Regions from separate parts of the Mus musculus genome. Here region 1 is linked to region 2. The links are chromatin contacts, called in public Hi-C maps. All regions are on one chromosome and are shown on one strand. Each heading gives the region's core, a stretch centred on a gene start, on an enhancer-like site or on the middle of the called end of the contact. The rest is flanking DNA. Distances are from core to core; before and after follow the strand shown.

What was found. Hi-C and Micro-C count contacts between places; a contact is called where the count stands out from the background.
Region 1: a Hi-C map of bone marrow-derived macrophages shows a contact between it and region 2, with 11 read pairs. The contact joins two enhancer-like sites. A contact is called at or near these places in 2 of 15 datasets of contacts at CTCF or cohesin (large pre-B cells and pro-B cells) and 4 of 484 Hi-C or Micro-C datasets (the N1E-115 cell line, bone marrow-derived macrophages and uterus).

What each region holds. Positions count from the first base shown.
Region 1 is chr1:14,577,612-14,583,349 of GRCm38.p6, reverse strand. No RefSeq gene overlaps it. Among named protein-coding and RNA genes, the nearest start is that of Msc, 180 kb to the left of the region's middle. Within about 2 kb of position 3,784, at least 11 of the 459 cell types and tissues checked have an H3K27ac peak or open chromatin away from gene starts, as enhancers often do. A contact at or near this core is called in bone marrow-derived macrophages, where this site is marked.
Region 2 is chr1:13,864,016-13,869,685 of GRCm38.p6, reverse strand. All of the region lies in intron 1 of Gm31195 (a long non-coding RNA gene), which reads right to left. Among named protein-coding and RNA genes, the nearest start is that of Gm31195, 20 kb to the right of the region's middle. Within about 2 kb of position 3,770, at least 2 of the 459 cell types and tissues checked have an H3K27ac peak or open chromatin away from gene starts, as enhancers often do. A contact at or near this core is called in bone marrow-derived macrophages, where this site is marked.

The DNA of each region.
Region 1 (5,738 bases), core at 2,535-5,034, 710 kb before region 2:
TGTCATGTGTAAGAGATAATACAAGACTTTATCTCAAATCTTAAGTCATGAAAAATTGCTCTTATAGCCCAAAAAACCCACACTAGCAATTTCTTGTAGTTTCCTGTGGTTGGATCTAATTTTTGAAGTCCTGGTTTATTGATATTGCCATTGTAGCAGTTAATAGGATTCTAAGAAAAGGGAATATGAAGAATTATATTTTGACAGAAAAAGAGGTTAGAAACAAAGGGCAGAAGACAGTAAAGACATGGGTAGATACCAGCTTAGGAAAGGGTACAAATGGACAAGTTAGGCTGCTCTACAACTTGTTAGATGCCAGCTAAAATGTTGTAAAGGAAGGAAGAGATGTGACCTCTCTTGTTAGCAAGAAAGGAGCATAAGAATAGCCAGGAAGCCACTGAAGCCTGTAAGAACTGTCATCTGAGTGACTTACAGACCTACTAACTGCAATGATTCCAAGACAAAAAAAATCTCTACTGGTGCACAGTCAGGAACCTGGAGAAATGCTGTAAATACCCTGCAGGAAACATGAGGTATTCAAAGTAGATTTTAATCCCACCCCAAGTTCAGCAGCTCCAATGTGAATACAGCTGTGCCCTAGCCTCCAAACATCTCCGCCCTCTTTTCCAACTCTTGCATTCACCCTAATACTTATCATAAGTGCTTGAATTCATACGTAATAATTGACTCCATTTCCCTCTGTCCAAACAGGAAGTGGAAAGGAATGAATGATTGAAAGTGTTCTGGCAGGAGATGACACAGTCCAAAGGCAGACCTTGTAAGCCCCTTAAACTACAGACTATTAACACAGTGAGACCAAAGACATAAAACTTTCCCAGAGTCCTGTGCTAAAAGAAAGCAAAGTCTGATGTGTGTTGCTAGCCATCAGAGGAACCTGTGTCCAGGAAGAGCCATGGTTCTGCTCATTAGATGGCCATGTACATCTCCCGCCTTTTGTCTCTTACTTCGTATAAATCTGTAACTGCTGCAGAGAAGGTGGACAGAAGCTTTGCTTCCATGGTTTGTTCTCACTGTGAATAAATCTATTTGCTATTACATGCTGCTCTCCTAGATTCCTTAGTAAATGGGGGTTATAGATCTAGTGCTCACTGTAAAAGGATGGTCACCAATAGGGTCAATAGTGTGTGGATCAGAGCTCAAAGGCAAGGTAGGGAAACTGGATCACTCTGTAGTGGTCAAAGACAAACTAAAGTGAATATATATATATAAGCAGAACGTAGTTTAGAGACCATGAAAAGACCTAGCTTTTGAATTAGGACACAAAGAAATGTGAAAAATACCATACCAAAAGTATAGAGAATATTTTCAATACAATCAAAAATAAAATTTTCAAACCCAGAAAAAGAGACTCTCTTGACACTTGTCAATTATCATACTCTAAGTATCACATTATAAGCCTCTAGTTTTTAATTGTATTGTTTATTATTTGTTTAACAATGGTTATTGGTATTGGTTCCATTATTTATAATGTAAATACTACACAATGAACAAATACTTTATAATGTAAATTCTATAAAAGGAAGAAATTTAAAGGTCAGAATTTTTTATTACCATAGTTTATGATTGTCGCCAGACTTCTGTGGGGGTTTTTTGTTGTTTTTGTTTTGTTTGTTAGATTGCATAGAACTCATGAGTTGAGATTTAAGACTGTTCCTAAGGCAGATGTTTTTCCCTGGCATAGAGAGTGAGCAGGCAGAAAGCCTGCCCTCCAAGCAGAAGCCTGGTAGACGCCAGGAGCATCCTCCACTACTCCGGGGCACTGCCACAGTGCAATCCCATCCTGTACACGATGCTGATTGTTCGCTGATCCAGACTTTATTCATCTTATATCCCATTCACAAAGGAGTACTGATGTGCTGAAATCAGTTACATTAGAGCAAAGTTGTGAAATTCAACAGTATTAACACTGTCTGCCATGATGTAGGGCAGATTACCTTCTTTAGATTGGTTTAAGGCTTGCGATGCTATTAAAATTCATGTCATAGCCTCAAAAAATTTGTTATTACTGTTTATTTGTTTGTTTGGTTTTAAATATGGTATTTTCTTTGTTTTCTTATTTCTTCTTATTTTTAAAATTAATTTATTTCACCCATCCAGGTCTGGTCTCCACCTCTCACAACCCCTCCCCCTCGCCCCCTCCCCTTTTCCTCTGAGAGATCCTCCCTCCCAGGTATCTCCCCACCCTGGCACATCAAGTCTCTACAGGGCTAAGTGTTTCTTCTCCCACTGAAGCCAGACAAGGCACCTGAGTTAAAGGAATGGATTCCACAGACAGGCAACAGCATTAGGGATAGCCCTCCCTCTCCAGATGTTTGGGACCCAAATGTACACCAAGCTGCATATATGCTACATATGTGCAAGGTGGAGGCAACCAAGGTCCAGCCTATGTATGTTCTTTGGTTGGTGGTTCAGTTTCTGAGAGCTCCCAAGGGTCCAGGTTAGTTGATTCTGTTGGTCTTCCCATGGAATTCTTATCCCTTTCGGGGTCCTCAGCTCTTCCATAAGAGTCCCTAATCTCCATCCAATGTTTGCGTATGGGTCTCTGCATCCTTCTGAGTCTGCTGGGTGGAGCCTCTCAGGGAACAGCTTTGATAGGTTCCTATCTGCAGGCATGATAGAGTATCATTAATAGTGTCAGGGATTGGTGCTTTCCCCTGGAATAGTATTGTTTTTTTAAAACTATTTAAAAAGTTCTTATTTGCCGAGCAGTGGTAGTGCATGCCTTTAATCCCAGCACTTGGGTGACAGAGGCAGGTGGATTTCTGAGTTTGAGGCCAGCCTGGTCTACGGAGTGAGTTCCAGGACAGCCAGAGCTACACAGAGCAACCCTGTCTTGAAAAAAAAAAAAAGTTCTTGTTTGTCATCAAATTGTGCTATACTGAGTATTTAGTTGGAATCCATAGTGCAGAATACTACTTTCTATTAACTCTTTTAAAGTTTATTGGTGTATATTAATTTTACAAACTAATGAATTTCTTCATTGCACTTTCATATACACATACATATATATGTATATATAAACATGCATGCATGCATGCATGTATGATAATTCGTGTGTGCAGTCAGTATTAACACTCACTTACAAGCAAATGCTTTGAGAGTCAGGAGTCAAAGGCATTAATTGCAGGTTTAGGATACTCAAGGGCATAAACAAATCATCTAAGCTCTCCCATGCTCAATTTTCTCATTTTAAAAAATGAACACACTGCCTTAGGCTCACAGCAAAAATGTGTCATGTTCCAAGCCCAAGAAAATGGCATTTGCCTCTTTGGAATGCACAAGCTAATGAGCGGGATCCCTGGAGCTGGCTGGCCAGCCAGTTAGCCAAATCAGTTAGCTCCAAGTCAATAGGAGAAGCTGTTTCAAAGGCAGGCGGTGGCTGATGTTCCTGAGAGTGGCACTGAGGTTGTCTTCCAGCCTCCCTGAGGCATTTGGACACTTCCACACATGTATGCATACAGAAAGTGAAAAGAAAAAGGACCCTTCTTAGAGCCCTAAAAGAAGACTTCCAATCTCACAGTCTACTCCTCACGTCCTTGTATATATCTTTGCTCATTTTTGCTGGTAGAGGATAATCATCCCATTTGCTTAAAGACAGAAATTCTTTTCACTTTCTGCCCTGGAAAAAGGCCTCTAGATTCTGGGTGCTCAGCAAACATCATTTTTTTCCCAAATAGTTGATAAGTGCTTTCATAGTCAATAAAGTTTTGAAAACAGGAACCTTGGACTTCCCCAGTACCCTGAGTCAATGACAGTGTCAGAAATAGAAATGAAATCGCTGACCCATTGTCCTGTGGTCTGCTAGCTCAAGGGATCTTTCCTTTAATACCTCTGTGTGGGATTACATGTTCAGTTCTTCAATCATGTATTTTTCCCCCTGCTTGTAACTTTTTTGCTGATGGCTAAGGACACTAACTCTTTCCTTTGTTAGGTAGGATAATCATGAGGGAAAAAAACTCAGAGAAACTCTATAACCCTGAGAATAGACAAAGAAAACGTAAGATAGCAGACTTTTATTGGCTAACGATAAGAAAAGCTCCCAAGAGGGTTTGATACTGAGGATGGACCACTTATCTAGTGATACATCAAATACAAAAGTTACTGTTCCAAATTCCTGGATGGATCGTGTTTCCTTTTGATGGCCTATTGTCTTCTCTTCCCTGGAGACTGACTTTTCCTCACCTTCAAAGGCATTCAGTTTCTCCCATGACCTTCATGAAATTATGACATTGTTTCGTGATGGCAGAAAGGCTCTCAAAGCTAAGGGCAGAAGAGCCATCCATCAGAGCCCCACATCAGCCCAATAATCCCCTGTGTTTGGAGACACTCTAAGGGACAGACAAACACAGTGGGTTCAAGTTTTATTGTCATGCTTCCAGAGTAGCATGACTCAGTCTCTGCCATATAGACCTTTCAAAAGTGCACAGTGACCATACTGACTTTTCAGAAAGAGCCTGAATTTCAACCTCAGTGGATCAACCCATTGTTCACAGGTTAACTCATATGGCTGACACACAGGTGAACAGTTTTGAGAAATTAAGGTTTTACTAGCAGGCTTAATGTTGGCAATTTTGTCCAAATTAGAAATAAAATAAAAATTTGCTCAACAAAGATTGCTGCTTTAGGAAAACCTCCCTCATCTTCTGGAGATGTTTCTGACATGCAGAAGGCTGTATGTTAGCTATAGTGTGGCCTTATGGGAAACCAAAACCCCAGTGCAAAGAGAATTGCCATCTCAGTGGCTAAGTCTCTGTCTGACCAGTTGCAAGAGAGCTTCTGCTCTGTGCTGGGTGATCTTGCCTATTCTCTAACACTATTCACTTCTCCACCTAACCCTCCTTGTTACAAGGAGAAGCAGTGATCAAATCCCTTAAATTATTTACTGCAAACCTGGTGCTGGGGGCACATAAACATGACACATTGGAACAGACAATTAAAATGAAGTGTGCTTTTCTTCTGCCCAAAACTTTCCGATAAGCTGTGAATAGAAAACACAGCCATATAGCTGAATATCTTGAAGTGCGAGAGGGGTGTGTGAATTGGCAAGAGGTGGAAGCTATAGACTACGGTTGTTCATCAGAGGTAGGAGCAGCAGTGTGTACTAAACGCAATCCCAAGGACACTCCTCACAGACTCCAATGTCCTATAGCCCTAAGCTTTATGCCATCGGGCTTCTTCCTAGGGATTAGCAGACAGTGGATCAGTCAACTCATGTTCAATATAGAAGTTAACGCATATGCTATAAAAATGTTGATTCACATCATTGCACTTGTCTGTGTTCCATATATCCTTAGTGGATATAGACTTATGTGTACCTCCATGTATTACATGTGCATATTCCTGTGTATATGCAATAATGCACCTGCAGGCACACATCCACATAAATTCACATGTGTGGAGGACAAAGGTCAGTGTCAGATCTCCTCCTCAGTCACTCTCCACATTATTGTTTTTGAGACAGGGACTGTCACTAAGCCTGGAGCTTACTGATTCAGCATGGTGGGCTAATGAGCTCCAGGGATCCTTCGGTTTCTGCCTTCCCAGGCCAAGGATTTCAGGCATGCACAGCTGTACTCAGACTTACATGAATGATGGATAAATCCTGTTAAATAGGTCTTCATGCTTTCAAGCACTCTGCAGACTGAGCTACCTCTTCAGACCCACTTATCACGTTTCCTATACTATATATCCAACTATAATAAAAAGAGGCAACCTTA
Region 2 (5,670 bases), core at 2,521-5,020:
GATGAGAATCAAGTATGGGCATGCTCTTTAGATAGGGGTGGATACCTAATCTGTGAAAAAAGCAAATGCCTCTGTGTGAGGCTTATTTTGTTTAAGGAAAACAAGAAGTGCAGGCTGTGGAAGCACATTCCTGTCATCTGAGCTATAAGACAGCAGAAGCAGGGGGATGGCTACAAGTTCAGTGCCAGCCTGGCCCACATAGCAAGCCCCAAATCAGCCAGGGCTGAAAGAGTCCTTTCTCTTTTCCTATAGTACAGAGTCTTCTTTATTACCTGACATTTCTAACCATGAAAATTCGTTGGGTTTTGTGATGGTTTGTATATACTTGACCCAGGGAGTGGCACTATTAGGAGATGTGTAGCCTTGTTGGAGTAGGTGTGGCACTGTGGGCATGGGCCTTAGTACACTTATCTTAGCTGCCTGGGAGGCAGTATTTTTCTATCAGCCTTCAGATGAGATATAGAACTCTCAACTTCTCCTGCACCATGCCTGCCTGTACTCTGCCACATTCCCACCTTGATAATAATGGACTGAACCTCTGAACCTGTAAGCCAGCTCCAATTAAATGTTGTCCTTATAAGAGTTGCCTTGGTAATGGTGTCTGTTCACAGCAGTAAAACTCGAACTAAGACAGTTTTCTTTTAAATTCCAAAAGGAATCATTGAGTTAGGAAGCTTACAAATCACTTTTTGTTTGCTTCCTTATATTTTTCTGATTTGTCATAAAAGTAACTTCTTACATTTTTCTGTATTCTCTAGAAAAAGAAGACATTACTTAAGTGTTGGTGAAACCTGTACAACATACTGGAGGATAAAATATAATAAAGCATAATATTGAGAATTTAGTATATAATAGATAATATGCAAAGCATCTCCTATGTATGGTTCTGAATTATATTCTAAACAACAGTGCTACATGAGTGCCTTTATTATCTCTGTTTTATAAATGAGGTGCATGAATGAGACTCTAAAAGCCAAATGACTTACCTCAGTTTCTTCTTTCATAACATGCCAAGATTCTGGGATTTACATATGCAACTATTCTCATCACCAATTTAGCATAGTTCTAAGGTATAACTTACTCTAAAATATAAATTTTGATATAAAAACCATCTCTCCATTGGGTTAAATTACAAAAGAATATATATGAGGTACTGAGTTAATATATTAACTCTTAAGTTTCCTACTCCTAACTGATTCTATAAGGTAATTGAACCTTCTGCAGGATGGGGAAAATCAAATATAAAATATTCTTTTTAAAACCCATGACACTCTTCATATTGAAAGTACTGTCATTATAAGTCACAGGTTGATAGAACTGGCCACTGTGCCCTTCTGACAGGCTGGAAGCCTTCCACACTGAAGAGCAAGCCCTGGGTTGGTGGCCTTCTCTGTACCCCACTGGCGATAAGAGTCCTAAGCCCCATAGACAATTCATAGCTCCATAAACAGCTCATAGATTCATAGCCCCATAGACAACTCATAGCTTCATAGACAACTCTGACATAAGAGTCTGATTATCATTTATTAAGTACAGAAAAGCCAAAGAGGTTAAATGATGTCTCTAAGAACACAAGGTAATTACTGACAAGTTAGAATTGAAGCAGAAGTTTCCTCCCTTTCCTGTCATGGGCAGAGATCTCAAAATGAAGCTCCCTTGGGATAAATTTCATCTCTGTCTGTCTATCTATCTATCTATCTATCTATCTATCTATCTATGTCATCTACCTACCTACCTACCTATTATCTGTCTACTTACCTACATAAATTATGGAATGGCTACAAAGGATTAATAGACCACATTAGAATTCAAGAGGTCTTAGAGGTCTGAGAGGCAGGAAACTGACAGAGACTTAAAACGGTGTCTTTGTAGAACATAAGATCATCAACTTCTGGAATGGTGGCTACTGCTGTGGCTGCTGAGTAAGGCCATTGCTGGTCACAGATTTGAGAAGAAAATCTACAGAGTGGAGTCAAGCTGTGGAGGGGAAAGGACAGCGCTGGGTCTAGATGAATCAGTAGACCTCAGGTGCCAGCACACAAACAGGAAGAACAGCAGATGGTAGTGAAACAGACCACAACCACAGCAGGCACAGAGCTGACCTGATGCCCCTAAAGGACTGTGCACTTCTTTACAGAATCCCGGTGAGAGTTCACTCGGTCCTTGGTCTATTGTGTCCAATAAGTCCTATGTCTTGTTTACATGATATGATTTTGATATGTCCATGAATCCCTATGGTCCCAACTTACCCAAATAAATTTATTTATTTCTACACCCAAGAGTAAGCCATTTCTCAGTGAGTGCTGTGTGGGTGGAGCTGGAGAGATGACATCATCCACACCTTCACCCAGGTTCAGTGTATCCTCCATCTTCAACAATGAGCCAACTCTTTAAGCAATATGGAGTAACTTAGGACAGGGCACAGCCTTACCTCAGCACAGGACTGCCAGCCAGAGAGAGCAATCCTTCTTGAGACTCATTGGTATCAGATATCTAAGATTAAGACCCTTTAACATAATCAAAATAAAAGTTTTACTACAAATACTACACAGGAGGACAGTGAGTTCAGCAGAGAGCCATTTTGAAGCTCTATTTTAGGCTATGATAACAACCCTGATTAAAAACCAGCTTCTCCAGGGAAACAGGGGGCCTCCAGGTGAGGAAGACAGGGCAGGCATTTTTATATCCCACATGCTTACTCTTGGCATTCAGGAGACTTCAGCCAACCTCATAACTCTATTCATGCCCTCCTAGAGACCCAAAGAGAGAAAACTGCCTTTTTCCTTTGTGGAAACACATGGCTGTACTAGCTGGGAATAAGCCACGAAGTCTGCTGCCTTCTCTGCTCTCTCTACGGCCAAGTTTTGCCAATACAAATTGTTAACCTCGCTCTGAAAACATGAAAGGGTCAATGAATTTTCTCCATGATTGTGAAGAGTCAAGGAAGGTGACTGGCTCACTCCAGGTCTTTAAATGTCAGCTCTTTTCCCTCCCTCCTGACCCCCACCTACTCTCCTGGTCTACAGCAGATCTGTACTTACCCGGAAGAGTGACAGCCAGCAGCTTCCTGTTTGGACTCTTTCCTCATACTTTCTCATCTACCTCCACAGGATCTTCCTAGCTCTCTGCAACTAGAAATCAACCAGCCAAGAGAGCAACACACCAGGAATGAAGGACAGTATCCATAGTGATCCAGTGATAGTGATAGTGATAGTGATAGTGATAGTGATAGTGATAGTGATAGTGATAGTGATAGTGATAGTGATTGATAGTGATAGTGATAGTGATAGTGACCCAGTTCCCACAAACCAGAAAAGCTTGAAGTTGAGCCTAGTTCATCCTAGTATCTCATCAGGATGGAGTCAGCCACAGGCACTACTCACCTCTCCTTGCATTAATCACTGTCCTCTTGCTGTGAACAGACACCATGGCCAAGTCAACTTACAAAGAAAGGGGGCATTTAATTAGGAGCTGGCTTTCAGTTCCAGAGGGCTAATCCATGGTAGGTAGACATAGCACTGGAGACATACCTACAAGCTTATATCCTTATCTGTAGGCCAGATGCAGAGACAGAGCAAGACTTGTACTTTTGAAACCTCAAAATCCACACCTAATAGCACACCTCCTCCAAAAAGGCCACACCTCTTAATCCTCTCCAAACAGTTCTACAAACTTTGGACCAAGCACTCAAATATATGAGCCAGTGGGGACCATTCCTATTCAAACCACCACACTCCCATTTCTGAGTTTCCTAATGTGGAAATAATAGTATAACACAGTAGTTCTCAGCCTTTCTGATGTTGTAACTCTTCAAAAACAGTTCCTCATATTGTGGTGACTCCCCAACCATAAAATTATTTTCATTACTACATGCCTGTAATTTTCTACTGTTATGAATCATAATATAGTATCTTTGTTTTCCAATGGGTCTTAGGGCCACCCCTGTGAAAGGGGTTGAGAATTGCTGGTATAACAGGTAGATAGTAGCAGCCTAAGCAACTTTGTCAGATATAATTAAGTATTCAGCACTGAGCCTCACACCTAACAAGTGTTTAGTTAGTGCCTTTGTCCAGTTACTAGTCTATTATCCACTCTTCCTCCTTAAAGTCTAATGTAGGAAAATACTAAGAAGACTTAATTTGCCCAAATGCTTCTCATACTATGACAAAGGACTAACTTTATTTCAATTTCCTACCTGCCCAAGTTCTGTGTTAAATTCATTTCTTGCTATGTACAATTGTGTCTTGATGAACAATCAGAGTCTACACATTTAAATGTCACAACAGTAGCATGTTGCTTAAGTATCTTTGCTGGGATAGTAGCCATAAAATTCTCAGGCCACATGAAGTAGCAAGCAAAAGCTGTCCAGCAGAGTCCACTACATTAGATTCTTTCTTGTTTCAGCTCTCCTGGAAAATGTGTCTATCTTGAGAGACAATGAACTCATCCCAATAAACATTCAACAAAGAAAGGGAACTGCAGACCAATTTCCTTATGAAAATAGATGCGAAAGCTCTGAATAAAACAGTCACAAACCGAATCCAAGAATAGATCTAAAAAGTCATCCACTATGACTAAGTAAGCTTCATCAAAAAGATGCAGGGATGGTTCAACATATATAGATTGATAAATTTAGTCTTGTGCAAAAGGTATACCCAATAATAGAATAATCTCTGCTGTAATGTGAAGTGTAGGCTTTGCTTTATGGAATGTATTTTTTCTCATGACTGCCTGGCTTTATTCATGTTTTGCCTTTTCATTCTATAATGAAGCATGATTCTTAAAACCTGGGCAAGTCTTTTCCGCACATGTGTGGGCCTCTGTTGGTAAGAAATTAAGCAACTGAACATGTTTGAGATGCATAGTTTACTTTCTAAAGTACCTAATGAATTAAAAAACCTCATAAGCTGAGACCTGGGGGCACCGTAATAGGAACCCCGGGTGCTGTACGGACCCCTGCCTGAAGCCAGGGCCTGGCTGCATGCACTGCTCTTGGAGACAGCCTGTTCTGGAAGATGGCATTTATAGCTTGGGATCCATGTAACTTTCCAGCAAAGAGGCATGGAGGGAACTCTCATTTGGGACTCATTTTGGAGTAGTCTTTTAAGTATCTGCCCTGCCAAAGAGAGGTCTGCCTGTGTTGGCTGGCTTTTTAATGGTCCTCTCTTCTCTTCCAAATCTTGCCTTTCTCATCCTCCATGAATATAGTGTCCTCAAACAAATGACAAACTTCAGGTACACAGAACCACTCTACGGGTTCCAGTGCACTTGCAGTGTAAATAGGAAAAGCTGGGAGACTCTTGTGTAAAGTGCTAACAAGGATTTGTTCTGCTGAGCAGAGAGCTGACTTTTCCAGCCAAGAACAGCCCAGGGAAACCTTTTGTCCCCTCACTCTTTGGCAGAAAACACCATTAATCGCCCACCTCATGGAAGCACTTATCACATAAACAGGCCCACCTCTCTCACTTATTTCAGATATTCCAGGTCAGAAGGAGACTTTGTTTTAAAGCGGTGCTTTCCTTCATGCTCTCATGAGGTCAGAAGAACTGTATTTTGATGAGCAGGATCTGTCCAACCTCCAGGACAGCTCCCCAGAGCCCAGGGTGTGTGTGTGGGGGGGGGGGGGGTAGGAGTCAGCAGAGGAGATGCTAATAATGACCTCAGTTTGGC